2 separate regions of the Gasterosteus aculeatus genome follow, and region 1 is linked to region 2. A link is a contact called in public Hi-C data. All regions are on one chromosome and are shown on one strand. The core of a region is the stretch at or near the end of the contact, and the rest is flanking DNA. Distances in the headings are between cores, read along the strand shown. Region 1 has its middle 13 kb from the start of gpatch1. Region 2 holds the start of LOC120808702 (transmembrane protease serine 9).

Evidence for each region. Hi-C and Micro-C count contacts between places; a contact is called where the count stands out from the background.
Region 1: a contact with region 2 is called in a Hi-C map of whole body, with 12 times the contacts expected there. The contact joins the enhancer-like site here to the promoter of LOC120808702 in region 2. A contact is called at or near these places in 3 of 6 Hi-C or Micro-C datasets (skeletal muscle, tail fin and whole body).

Annotation. Positions count from the first base shown.
Region 1 is chr12:24,833,461-24,840,731 of fGasAcu3.hap1.1, reverse strand. No RefSeq gene overlaps it. Among protein-coding and RNA genes, the nearest start is that of gpatch1, 13 kb to the left of the region's middle. Within about 2 kb of position 3,136, at least 3 of the 9 cell types and tissues checked have open chromatin away from gene starts, as enhancers often do.
Region 2 is chr12:24,600,265-24,607,877 of fGasAcu3.hap1.1, reverse strand. LOC120808702 (transmembrane protease serine 9) reads left to right here and starts at 2,977. Exons shown (of 14, transcript XM_078085548.1): 1 at 2,977-3,044; 2 at 3,249-3,352; 3 at 3,432-3,511; 4 at 3,718-3,799; 5 at 3,873-4,053; 6 at 4,223-4,356; 7 at 4,437-4,597. The coding sequence starts at 2,993. galr1b (galanin receptor 1b) reads right to left here and starts at 204. Exons shown (of 3, transcript XM_078086075.1): 1 at 1-204.

The DNA of each region.
Region 1 (7,271 bases), core at 1,887-4,386, 230 kb before region 2:
CTGCTTTAGCTACCTGCAGCTAACAAAGGCTTAACAGGAGCGCCGAGGCCTTGTTCACATTGACTAACATGCACCAACAGGCCCACTCACATGCATTAGCATTAGCATTAGCATAAACGTGATGCGCTCTGAATAAAGGGGAGGAGCTCAGCACACAGAACCGCCTTCTTCAATCTGCGGTCTGAATAAAGGGGAGGAGCTCAGCACACAGAACCGCCTTCTTCGATCTGCGGTCTGAATAAAGGGGAGGAGCTCAGCACACAGAACCGCCTTCTTCGATCTGCGGTCTGAATAAAGGGGAGGAGCTCAGCACACAGAACCGCCTTCTTCGATCGGCTCGAGGTTCCTCCTCTACATCTCTACACAGATGAGTTATTGATCAGAGTCTATTGATGAAATATTATTTATCTGGATATTGAATACTAAAACACTTTTACAGACCTTTGTGTTTTTTGTGATGAGAGTTTGTAATGTAATTTTCCTGTTTATCAAAACGATTTGGATCAATAAGAAGTAAAAAGTGTTCAGAGGCTCAGCAGCTGTCCTACACGTTGGTATTCTTCAAGGTATTCAGGGTGAATCCCAAAAGTTAATCTGCACTATTCAAAGTTTTAATGATTTCATTTGACACTTAATATTAAACTGGAGGATTGATGGCTTCAACAAAATAACTTCTGAAAAACGTTCTCAGCTTGGAGGATTTTTTCTCGCGTGATTGTTGTGAAGACCCCCCCTCAGGATTTACCCGACAGATTGTGTTGATTGATGACTTGGCGTTCAGGAGGCTCATCGGATTCGTTCCTCTGTAACCACAGAGACAATAACATCCCGCCCTGCCTGGGGGGGCGAAGGTGTGGTCTGACCTCAGTTTTCAGTCTGATGAAAGCGATCAGCTGGTGGCTGTTGTTATTATTGTTATTACACATCAGTCGTGTTTGTGCTTCAGCTGATAGCGAATATCATCAGCTCACTGTTACTATTCTTTATATTTTAATCTACAACTCAGAGTAAATGTTGTGGCTTTACAAAGTCAGATGATGAACATATTGTTCTGTGTACTGAGGACGTTTGGTACTTTACGGTCTCTTTAGTTCAGTCCGACGAGAGTAATGGCGCGTTTCCACCGAGCGGTACGGTACGGGTCGGGTCGGTACGGGTCGGGTCTGTTAACCATGGTTTGGCGGGCGTTTCCACCGCCAACAGTACCCTTACTTGATAAGCGTGGTGTATTCCAGAAAGTAGTGATGACGTCACTTGATAGGCGTGGTGTGTGACGGAAAGTAGAAAACTGAAAGCTAACCCGCAAACAACGATGGAGGACGCACAGCCGATCCTGTTCTTGCTTCTCCATATGTGGCTGTTTGTCACAAGGAGGCGACACTCTTTGTTTGAGCAAAGGCTACATGTGTGTTGTCTTTCCCCTTGCGGCACGCGCAAATGACGACACTCTTTCAACCAATCAACGCTCTGCCGTGAGTCTAGCTCCGCCCTTTAGTACCAAACAACTGTGCCAGGTGCCCCAACGGAAGGGTACCCAAAAGGTGGTACGGTACGGTTTGGATTTTTGGTACCATTCTCAACTTTTGGCAGTGGAGACACAAATAAAAGGGTACCGACCCGACCCGCACCGTACCGCTCGGTGGAAACGCGCCATTAGAGTCCCGTTCTGTTCTAAACTACAACATGTCGTGGCACGTTTTTTCTTATAGCTAGGCTAGCAGCCTCTACCTGCTTCCAGTGTTTGTGCTAAGCTAAGTTAGCCTCGTCCTGGTTCTGTGACCTGGGCTCCGTTCCTCGTACGTCGCTAACTGAGTTAGCCGGATTATTTTCAGGATAAGATTACATTGATCAGGATTTTTGGTTCCACAAAGCAGGTTTGGCAAAAACACCATGGCAACAAATCCAAAGACCTGAACCGGCTCCAGAGCAGGCCGCCTTAAGACATCAGGAATGTAAGCGGTCGGGTTCCCCTGTGACATCACAATGACATCATCAGCTGGGCCGTGGCAGGGTGACCATGGGTCATTCCCAGCAGTCAGCTGGGCGCTGATGGAGACTCACCAGACACTCGTGGTCTTATGATGACATCGGAACCTCTTCTTTGTGGATCCGTGTCTTCTTCATATGTGTTTAGTCCCAATGTTTTTCTTTAAAAGGTAGAAATACCAAAATGTTGGAACACGTGTCATTTTGTAGACATGTGACGGCGGTGGTGTCGACCAGGAAGTGATGTGAAACCAGAGGAAAAGGAGCATTGCACATGCAAAGTGCACCACATACAACCATTAAAATCATCACAACAGGAGGGAAAAGGAAAGGAAGTGGAGATCTTCCTCCAATCAGAGGGTTGGAGGTTCAATCCTGTGCATTGCTAACCCGTGTGTCCATGTGTCCTTGGGCAAGGCACATAACCCCAGCATTGAATCATTGTCTATTGTCCTGGATGTTCAGAGTTCCTGCCTGCCTTCTTCCCTGGTACCTGTGTGCGTTTTCGCCCCTTGGGCCATTTTGTGTTGGAGTTTCTGACTATTAAAGTCTTTTGTTTTCAAGAAACTCCATTAATTGAAAACATTAAAACAATAAACAAGATAAAAATAGAATGAAAGTTTAATATACAAAATATAGTAGAGAAATTCAGGAAAGATCAACACAAAACGGAAATATTTCTCAATGTAATGTTTGTTGTAAAGTCCACATTTCTTTGTGTGTCTTCACCTTGAACACACACAAACACACACAAACACACACAAACACACAGAGCTGTTTCTGTCGCTGCGTCAGCTTCCTCCCTGTTTAGTGAAAAGTCACTTTAATGCCTCGACTTCCAACCTTTATTGACCTTAACCCTAAAATAACACGTTCTACGTCTCCTTGTCTCCTTGTGTCCTCTCCTTTTATCACTGTGTCTTTGTCTTCTTTTCGCCTTGTCTCCTCTCCCCTCTGTGTACTTTGCTGTGTTTCTTTTCAGTTTTTTGTTGGATTTTCAGGTTTGTGGTTTCACTGAAATGAAGACGAGCCATTAAGAGATGTTCTGCTCGTTGCCGTGTTCATGTGTGTGCGTTTGTGTGTGTGTGTGTGTGTTTATCTGTGTGTGTTTGTATGTGAACAGAGGCCAAACTCCAGCAGAGAGGAGGAACAAGGATTTATTACTGAGCTAAACTCTTATCTTCCTGCGGGGGGGAGGACACAAAGTCCACACTGTAAAAAAGTGTGTGAGTCAGTGTGTGTCTTTTGTGTCTTTGGGTGTGAGCTGTGTGTGTGTGCATGTAAGGATGAAGCCGTGCAGTTACCTGGGGAGTTATCAGGTATGCAGCATCACATATGATGTGGTTGGTACAGAGAATGAGGCGTGTTACAGTCATGTGGTCATTTTATCTGCACGTTGATGCTGTGAAAACACTTCCTGTTCACACAGTCGGCTTCATCCACTGAGCAGTGATTCCATCAATGCAGACAATCAAATTGGGAAATCCTAAAATAAATTACAATTCCTGTATATCAGTAAAGCTGCTGCATGCAGAGACCGTGAGAGACGTCTTTTAAACCTTTTTGTTGGACACAAACCAGTGAAACGTTAAAGAGGAGTCTCACAGGACCTGAAGAAAACCCATTACAGGTCCAACACCATCGAGCCAGTTTATACCAGCGATTAAATATGAGCATGTGTGTGTATTTCCAGCCTGTGTGTAGTGCATTCTAACAAACACTGGGAATTAGTAAAGCGTATGGATTATGATTAGTGTACATCAAATATTAACTTAACACTATAGTGGAACTTACGCTGTTCCTCTGTTTTTTGCTGCAGCAGCGTGTTGCTTTTCTGTCTGATCACGGGTTCATACTCGCCGTTCGTTGCATTAATACTTGCAGGTGAACATATTGTTTGTGGTTGTCATGGTAACTCGTCCATTCATGCTGCCTTCATACTGTGATGCTGCGCGGCTCAACTGAGTCAACCGACTCTGAACAGCTGTAACACTTGAAACAGACCCCTGGTCTGTTGTCATGGAGATATTTAAAGAGATGGTGAGCTTCTGTTTGATACAGTTCTATCTACAGTTCTATCTAATTCTATCTCAAACTTGATTCATCCCATGGAGGTAAATCTATCTCAGGACACAAGAATAAGAATATATTTATAAACGGGAGTATGAATGCAATAATAACATGTGATTACAAGTATTTGTGTACAAATACTGTATATATATATATATTGTATTTACAGATTGAGGCGTTTTATTATTTTGTTTAGGCTGCTACAAGCTAACATTGCTAGCTGTGCTCATAACTACAATAGTGACAGAGCTCAACCTGAGAATGGGAGGTTTGTAGTAGTCAGCAGGCACATGGACGGGTGGTCTACCTGGACCAGACCCTGGACCCCCTGTGGTTCTGACACCTGGATGAGAAAAGGGCCCCTTCTGCTTTTCACCAATATTTAAGAATAAAAATGACTCTCTCTGTCATCAAATCCCCCCAAGTGTGTTTTTATATCTGACGGGTTATTTATGTGAGTTCTTTCGCCCCAACATGCTCGGCGCACTCACAAGCCCCGCCCCTCCCTCTTCTTCCTCCTCCTCTTCCTCTTCCTCTTCTTCCTCCTCCTCCTCTTCCTCCTCCTCCTCTTCCTCCTCCTCTTCCTCCTCCTCCTCCTCCTCTTCCTCCTCCTCTTTCTTCCTCCTCCTCCTCTTCCTCCTCCTCCTCCTCCTCTTCCTCCTCCTCCTCTTCTTCCTCCTCCTCCTCTTCCTCCTCCTCCTCTTCCTCCTCTTCCTCTTCTTCCTCCTCCTCCTCTTCCTCCTCCTCCTCTTCCTCCTCCTCTTCCTCCTCCTCCTCCTCCTCTTCCTCCTCCTCTTTCTTCCTCCTCCTCCTCTTCCTCCTCCTCCTCTTCCTCCTCCTCCTCCTCCTCTTCCTCCTCCTCCTCCTCCTCCTCCTCCTCCTCTTCCTCCTCCTCCTCTTCCTCCTCCTCCTCCTCCTCCTCCTCTTCCTCCTCCTCCTCCTCCTCCTCCTCCTCCTCCTCCTCCTCTTCCTCCTCCTCCTCCTCCTCCTCCTCCTCCTCCTCTTCCTCCTCCTCCTCCTCCTCCTCCTCCTCCTCTTCCTCCTCCAGACGGCTGCAGATCGGACGCTCAGGTGATGACGTGTTTAGTGATAAATGAACTACGTCATCAGCGCCGCTGAAAACGTTACGTGGAAACCGGTCCAACGTTTCCTACAAAAGAAACCAAAAACCCAGCGAATGCGTGACTTCAGAGGCTGCTCCAGTTTACTGACGTGTGTCCTGTTTAAAGAAGAGCGACAAATAGAGACTTTTATTGTTCTACAAACGGACAATCAGACATTAGATAAAGTTCACTAGTTTTATTTTCATTTACAGAATGTGCAGCATAATGCCAAGAAAAGAGAGACTCCACATTCTACTGTGTTTGTTTATTTTATTATTCATATTTTTTGAATCATTTTGGCGACAGGTGCCCTTTTGCTTTGGTTTGAGCCCAAAATGTCTTTGCACGTCCTGCTGAGCAGAAAACACTATGAGACAGAGTTTAGTGCAAGGAGGACGAAGACAAGGAGGAAGAGGAGGAGGAAGAGGAGGAGAAAGGGGAGGAATAGGAAGAGCCCCCCGACCGTCTCCCTCAGTCGGCCTCCTGGAGAAAAGAGGAAGTGAAAAGAGCTGACGGAGAAATGCTTCTCCTCCACTTCCTGTTTGAATCAATTTAGGGCAAACTCCCAAATGTCAGCAGAGACACACACACACACACACACACACACACACACACACACACACACACACACACACTCCTTGGTTATTGTCCTCGGGGACTTTAACAAAGGAAACCTGGATCACACCTGAGAACACCTCCACCCAGCTGCTCTCTCCTCCACCTTCTCCTTCAGCCACACAAACAGACACACACACACACAGACACACACACACACACACACACACACACACACACACACACACACACACACACACACACACACACACACACACACACACACACACACACACACACAAACAACTGGCAGGGTGGTGGCTGTTTACTGAAAATGTCCCTCCGCTCGTCCTCCTGGGTGACTTCAACATCCGGACAGAGACGTCATCTGACCTCCTACTTTCTTCTTTCGCTGTCACTCAGTCCCTCTCCTCCTCCTCACAGAGCCGCCAATCACCTCGACTACATCTTCACTAGAAACTGCTGCACCACCAACCTCTCTGTGACTCCACTTCATGTGTCTGACCACTTCTTCATCTCTTACTCTCTGTAACTAACTGACTCTGTACCTGTTCTCCTCCTCTCTCCTCCTCTCTCCCCCTCTCTCCCCCTCTCTCTTCCTCTCTCCTCCTCTGTTCTATCAGCTCTCCCTTCTACTGACTCCTTCTCACTCATCTGACGCTGCTGCAGAGACTCTCCTCTGTCCTCCTCTCTAGACTCTCTGTCCTCTGACAACCCGATTGGTAAATCGTCGTGGCGCAGGGGTAAGAGAAGGTGTGCTGGGAAGCACAAGGTTGGTGGTTCAATTCCAGGCTGCCCCATGTTCCATGTCGAAGTGTCCCTGAGCAAGACACCTAACCCCTAATTGCTCCCTGGGCAAAAATGTAAAAAGCCATGGGTTTAAAGTGTAATGTAAGTCGCTTTGGATAAAAGCGTCTGCTAAATGACCTGTAATGTAATGTGAATCCCCTCCGACTCCGTGTCGGTCTGATCCGGTGCCATGAGAGCCGCCATGCGAGCATCGGAGAGGAGACGGTGCAAATATAAATGACCTGATGACCTGCTTGAGTTTCAATCTCTTCTCTCCTCTGCTTCTGTCTCTGCTGCACAAAGCTCTTTCTACCAATCCAGAATCCAATCTTCATTTCTGACCCCAAAAAACTATTTTCTATCTTCTCCAACCTCCTTCCAGGAGAATTTGTCAACTACTTTACCAAGAAAATAGCTGACATACGCTCCTCTTTCTCAAACCCACTGGCTTCACCTCTATCGCCCTCACTTCCCTCCTTCACCCCCTGTCTCCAAACCAAGTTCTTACCCTAGTAACCTCTGCCCGTCCACCTGCCCTCTTGACCCCATTCCATCACATCTGACCTTCTTCCTTTCCTCACCTGTCTCATCAACAACGCTCTGTTATCTGGCTGTTTTCCCAATTCTCTGAAGGAGAAGAGTTAACCGTCTCCTGAAGAAACCCACCCTCAACCCTTCTGAAGAACACAACTACAGACCGGTCTCTCTTCTTCCCTTTCTGTCCAAAACCCTTGCACGTGTGATCTT
Region 2 (7,613 bases), core at 1,728-4,227:
TTCAATTAGGCCGCAAAGTCAATATAATCCGGTGGATTACCTGGCACAGGTGTTGGTGTTTGACCGTGGAACGTGAGCGAGGAGCGTGTGCATGACAGAGTGAACGTGACAGGGTGAACGTGACAGGGTGAACGTGACAGGGTGAAAGAGGCGTGTATTAAGACCATTTGATGGTGTCACTAATGAACAAAATAAAGAATAATTAAAGGCAAGTGGAAATGTCTCAAGGAGTATTTAAACCAAGGGGACCTGACTTTGATCTCTGCATTTAACACTTATATTTAACATTTATATATAACATTGATCATTTACATGTAAATTTAACATTTATATTTACATTTAACGTTTACATTTATATTATTTAACAACTTTGTGTAACTGCCAAGCATTATTCTTGGAAAAGTTATTTCATGAATTTCTCTCTATTTCTCTCTATGGTTATATATATATAATATAATATAATATAATATAATTTTGTCGTGCTTTTTTTCATGTGATAATGTTGAATGTACCAAAACGGAACAGGATTTTAGAACGTGCAACATTTTACAAACACAAAGTAGGATATCATATAAATGTAGCTTCTTGTACGTCTTCCCCGTCCCCCCGTCCCCCGTCCTTGTCACAGTGATGCGTCTGATTGGTCCATCCAGCATCAGAGGCTCCTGTTGGTCCGAGTGAGGAGAAAGGAACAGACTGGACTTCTAACAGCCGTCCTCCCAGTCGGAGAAAGGGATTTAGACGTCCGATTCAGTTTTATTGAATTTGTCAGCTTTCCTTTTTGGACTTTCAGTAAAGTTATTGTGAGCAAATGCTATTTCCCTGCTAATTGAGTTGGTTCTTTTCTTCCGGTTACGTAACGTTGGGCGTCAGCCCCACAGAGACCATTTGTTGACCACTCGTTGATTGTTGGTGGATTTCTTATGTCACGATAATTTGTAAACTTCCTGAAACAAAGGAAACTTCTGAATTAATGCAATTAGTGGCAAATAAATTAAACTAATGGGAAGCTCTAATGAGCAGCTGGAAACAAACTCAAGAGTCACAACGTTTGGGAACATTTTCATGTTTCCATTTCACAGCTGAGTTTGAACCAAGTGGTAAGGTTGGTAGACGAATAAACAGAAAACCCATCTCTGGTAGAGACCTGTCAATCAGCGTTAGGATCCGCCCTAAAGCGTCCTCTGCTTTATGGTCTGTTTGACTGTTTGAATGGACCATAAGTCACTAAATGAACATCATGTTGTGTTGAAGAAGACTTGAAACTAGAGACAGAGACATAAACTCATGTTTACAATGTTTACTGAGGGAATAAATCAAGAGAGAAGTAGAGTCATTTCCTCATAGACGTCTATGGGAGCAGAGGAGTCGCCCCCTGCTGGTCACTACAGAGAAGTAGAGTCATTTCCTCATAGACGTCTATGGGAGCAGAGGAGTCGCCCCCTGCTGGTCACTACAGAGAAGTAGAGTCATTTCCTCATAGACGTCTATGGGAGCAGAGGAGTCGCCCCCTGCTGGTCACTACAGAGAAGTAGAGTAATTTCCTCATAGACGTCTATGGGAGCAGAGGAGTCGCCCCCTGCTGGTCACTACAGAGAAGTAGAGTCATTTCCTCATAGACGTCTATGGGAGCAGAGGAGTCGCCCCCTGCTGGTCACTACAGAGAAGTAGAGTCATTTCCTCATAGACGTCTATGGGAGCAGAGGAGTCGCCCCCTGCTGGTCACTACAGAGAAGTAGAGTCATTTCCTCATAGACGTCTATGGGAGCAGAGGAGTCGCCCCCTGCTGGTCACCACAGAGAATGCAGCTTCAACACATGAAGCTTTGAGTTCCCTTTGAAGAACTGGATCCAGTTGTTGGGGAACTTGTCAGCTGCAGAGATTCTCAGAAGACTTCAGAGTTGTGTAAAGGTTTCCTGAACTGGGTCCATTGGCCTGTTAAAGATTAACAAATTAGCGTCATTAGCTTCTAGCAACTGGCACAGCTGCTGCCATGTTGAAAGTGAGAGTGGAGCCAATAGAAATACTGTGGAGTTTTCTTCAGAAACAGAAACTTTAGTCTTTGTCGTTACAACTCTTGGCGATGAAGAGTAATTCAGCGGTTTGTCTGATGTCTTAAATATGTCTGGCTACTCGCATCCATTCCAGCATAATACACAAAGACAGTGTTTTCAAAATAAAGGTATTTATTCAAAGTAAACTACTTGTTAGTTGCATTTCCTTGGTGAAATAGCACCATATAAATATCTGTATACTGTATATAAATCACATGTATGTATGTATAAGTATACATATGTAATACAGCTGTGTCCATGTGTGTCTGTTAATGTTGGAACACTGATAACACACTCAGCTCTCAGAACATTTGTACATCAGTGGGTCTGTATGTATTTTTCACTGATAAATGTTTATATATATATATTATATATATATATATACCCAGGTTGTACGTATATTACTTCACACATTAAACATTGGTAAGATATGACATGAATATTATAAGACATATTTGATGTAATTGTACGTGCAGCTTTGATAAAGTCTGCTGTGTGAATGAAATAAAAACAGATCTTCATTCTAACTAAATTTATTCAATAAATAATCTGAATGTAATGTGTTGTCATTATTATTTTATCGGACATGTTTTGTCAGTGATTTGTTATTTTGTTTTTGCTGAAGGTAACTGAAGGCTTTTGTTTTATTCCTTGTACTTTGGGTACTGAATGTATATAACGTCTGTGTTTGTCTTTATGATCTGTGGTCTCGGTCAGAATAAAGTCAAGATGTGCTGACTGGTGCTCTCGGGCTGCGGCCGCCGGCAGCCAATCAGAGAGTTGGCTTTTGAGGCGTTGCACCCTGTGAGAACGCCGCTTCCCCTGTGACCTGATAACCAGCTGGACGGACCCCCGGCCCCTCTGATTGGCTGAGGCCAGGTCAACTTCGGCTATAAAAGAGCAGCTTGGTCCTCCAGCACTTCATCCTCCTCTTCATCATGGCCTTCCTCTGGATCGTGTCCTGCCTCGCCTTCGTCAGCGCCGCCTACGGTGAGGTCACGGTCTGACGTCAGACCTTTAGGGGCGTGAGTCGTCTAAGAATGGCGACTTTAAATTTACATTCGGGTTTTAGCCGTTAAACACAAAAGAAGAAGAAGAAGAACTTGTGATGACAGAAGTTAAAGCAGTTTGTTCTCAAACATTAATGGATGAAGTTCACGTCGACACACACAACGTCCTCTAATGTCCTCTCAGGCTGCGGCATCCCCGCCATCGCCCCCAAGGTGACTGGCCACGCCCGCATCGTCAACGGCGAAGAGGCGGTGCCTCACTCTTGGCCCTGGCAGGTGTCCCTGCAGGTGAGTCTGCTGCTTCCTGCTCTTTGAATCATTATTCCTCTTCTTCGTCTTCGTGTGACCTGCTCGTCTTTCCTCTCAGCAATCTAGCGGCTTCCACTTCTGTGGAGGATCTCTGATCAACGAGAACTGGGTGGTGACCGCCGCTCACTGCAACGTCAAGTGAGTCCGCGTCCCTTCCTGTCCGTCTCCTGTTGGCTGCTGCAGAGGACAGGAACCCAAACGCAGACATAGGAATTCATCAGTGATTGAATGCAGTTTTTATTAAAAACGAATGTGTAGAGATTTTAGCGGCGGATCGGTCTAAAGAGTCGTGAGTCATTAAAGTAGATCTGGTGATTAAACCAGCACTTGCTGTTCCCTAACAGGACCTACCACGTAGTGATCGTCGGAGAGCACGATAAGGGCTACGGCTCCAACGAGGACGTCCAGCGCCTGAAGCCCTCCAAGGTGAGAACCATCCGTCAGCTAATCAGGTGTCAGCACTGAGAACCTCCCCACTAACCCCCCCATCCCCTCACAGGTGTTCACCCACCCCGGATGGAACCCCAGCACCATCAACAATGACATCTCCCTCATCAAGCTGGCCTCGCCCGCCCAGCTCGGAACCAACGTGTCACCCGTCTGTCTCGCCGAGTCCACCGACAACTTCCCCGCCGGCATGAACTGCGTCACCACCGGGTGGGGTCTGACCCGCTACAACGGTGAGGCACATGTCACGTGACTGGAGAGCATCTCGCTGGCTGGCTCCATGGACTCTGAACACATGAGAGTGATGATTAAAGAAGCCTTTTGGTCAAAGAGATTAACTAAGCGTCGTAGTGCTTTTACTCTGAAAGGGTGTCTGACTGTGCGTGTTGACTGCTCCCACAGCTCCCGGGACGCCCAACAAGCTGCAGCAGGCGGCGCTCCCCCTTCTGTCCAACGAGCAGTGCAAGCAGCACTGGGGCAGCAACATCTCCGACGTGATGATCTGCGGCGGAGGAGCCGGAGCCACTTCCTGCATGGTGAGGCTCCGCCCACCTCACCGGTCTCACTCGGGTTCCCGTTGATGGGTTTGTGTATTAATCGGTGTTTCTGTTCCCAGGGCGACTCCGGCGGTCCTCTGGTCTGTCAGAAGGACAACGCCTGGACTCTGGTCGGTATCGTCTCCTGGGGAAGCAGCCGTTGCTCCACCTCCACCCCCGCCGCCTACGCCCGTGTTACGGAGCTCCGTGGCTGGGTAGACCAGATCCTCGCCGCCAACTAAGTGCTCAGAGGCCCAAACCCCCTCAAGCCCCCCAACCTCGACAGTCCTGCCTCAGATAGTGTGTGTAGACGATGAATAAAAACACTGAACATCACTGATTGTGTCTGGATGAAGTGAACTGTCTGACTCGGCCGCTCAACGCACGCTGGTTCCATCTGTCCAACACGCTTCAGCTGAAGAGACCAGCTGTGACTTAGTTACAGGGTTGTCGTTGGCGAACCGGTGTGTGTCTGTGTGTAAAACGTTGTATCACTGTGTAGTGGCCATTTGTCATCGTTGAATCAAGGGGCCACGGCTGCACCTTGTTGTGGTTGTGTTTGTTCACGCAGTAAGACGTGTTGTCCAGGCGCTCTTTGCTTCTTATTTCATAGAATCTACCAAAGACACGTACATTAAACGTTGTCTGCCTTCCTATGCAGAGCTGTCCCACTGTCCCACTGGTAAAACTATGTCAGCCAGGTGCATGCTGGTCCCACCTGACTACGTAACCTCCAGGAGCCCACAGCATCACCCGATCAGTGATCCGATCACCCAAACGATGAAGCAAACTACAGCTGATCCGGAAAGTGTTCACAGCGCTTAACTTTTTGTTATGTTACAGCCTTATTCCAAAAGGGATTAAATTCATTATTTTTCTCAACATTCTACACACAACAACACATAATGAAAACTGTATTTTGCAAATCTGTTAAAAATAAAGAACGACAACATAACATGTACATACGTATTCACAGCCTTTGCTCAGTACTTTGTTGAAGCAGCTTTGGCAGCAACAACAGCCTGAACATACCTGCGTTCATCTTTCCCTCCATCCTGACGAGTCTCCCAGTTCCTCCCGCTGAAGAACATCCCCACAGCATGATGCTGCCACCACCATGCTTCACTGTAGGGATGGTACTGGCCGGGTGATGTCCTCCAGACACCAGGCACTGCAGACCAGTCAGAGTGACCATCGGGTTCCTGGTCACCTCCCTGACTAAAGCCCTTCTCCCCCGATCGCTCAGTCTGGCTGGGCGGCACAACTCTAGGAAGAGTCCTGGTGGTTCCAAACTTCTTCCCTTTCCAGATGATGGAGGCCACTGTGCTCATTGGGACTTTCAATGCTGCAGAAATCTTTCTGTAGCCTTCGCCAGATCTGAGCCTCGATACAGTTCTGTCTCGGAGGTCTACAGATAATTCCTTGGACTTCATGTCTTGGTTTATGCTCTGATATGTCAGCTGTGATACCTTATATCGACAGGTGTGTGCCTTTCTCAATCATGTCCTATCAACTGAATTTAGAACAGGTGGACTCCAATCAAGTTGTAGAAACATCTGAAGGATGATCAGTGGAAACAGGAAGCACCTGAGCTACATGCTGAGTGTCCTGGCAAAGGCTGTGAATACTTATGTACATGTTGTGTTTTCCTTCTTTATTCTTAACAGATTTGCAAAAAATTGCAAAAAACTGTTTTCACTTTGTCATTATGGGTTGTTGTGTGTAGAATGTTGAGGAAAATAATGAATTTAATCAATTTTGTAATAAGGCTGTAACATAACAAAATGTGGTGAAGCGCTGTGAGGACTTTCCTGATGGACTGTATATTTAAGAATAAATAACCAAAATAAATAATGGCTCCCGCTCACCGTCTAATACAAGTCATCGTGGTGGCGTCTCTCGTGGGTTTGTGGATCTTTAGAAGCCTCTCGTTTGGTAATTTGGCCGTATACGTCTCCAGTAGAGACCTGTCAATCAACATGTAGCCCCCTGCTGGTCACCACACAGAATGCAGCTCTAAGACGTGAAGCTTTGATTTACCTTTTAAGAATCAGAGATTACAAACAGCAGAGAACCATAATCTCTGAGATAAATTTGAATTTTTCAGATTAACATTAAAGTATTATTTTTGCATCTTTTTAACAAACATAAAAGCAAGAATCCATCGTAATCTTCTTCACATTTTTCGTGCAAATAAACAGTGATTCTTAATGAACAATCATCTTTGTATAAATTACCTCGAATGATTTATTCATCTTGAGTTCCAGCTCGTTGTGCATCACACTCTGTTGTGAGTTCATGAAACAGAAATAAACTTCTTGCAGACTAAATTAACTAAAACATCATTCAATTCAAATTTGCTTAAGGGGGCTTTACAGTCTGTGCACATGCATCCACCTCGTGGGGGGGTAGATTAATGTACCACCTAATGAATAGTAATATTACTGTACATACTAATAAATAGTAATAATAATTTAACTCCATACATAGTAATGGTAATGTGACTACTGATAAATAGTAAACAAAATAATTAATTATGCTGCCAATTAACGTTTTGAAGCATAAAAACATATATTATCTTGTGTTTTTATCAACAAGACCACCAACCGTTAAGTTGGTAACAATTCAAAAGAATTCAGAAATGATGAAAAACCTGGACAGTTTAACATTGATCTGTTATTTTCACTTTTTTCATTCTAAATGTGCACTTTTCTTTTCAATTCTTGATATTGGTTTAATCGGGCACAGACACGTTGGGGGGCAGGTGCTCAAACCAAAACCAAAGGGCACCTGTCGCCAAAATGATTCATGAAATAAAAGAATAAATATAACACAGGATATTTTCAACTTATATATTTATTTTTGTTAACAAACTCACTCGAATGATCAAATTGAATAAATACAGGCGGTATTGTCCTTAAACAACGAGGATGCGAGAGGCAGTACTTTATCGTCAATGAGCAGTCCGGGTTCGGCTTTAGATCTCATCCCTTCACATTGCTCATCACGTCCACTTGAATCGTCCTCTTTGGCTAAAATGTGTCCTGAAGCGGCTGCGAGCGCTCGCGTTCATGTGTGAAATGACAACTTCCCCCGTCCTTTGGTCGTTTCTTGATTATGCTGCACATTCTGTAAATGAGATCAATGTTGTGCATAATAATCACACAGCACACACATATTGTTTGACTCTTTTCTCATAAGTTGAAGTATAAGAATTATACAGCACAATATACTCACTGTCATGTAGTTAAACTTCA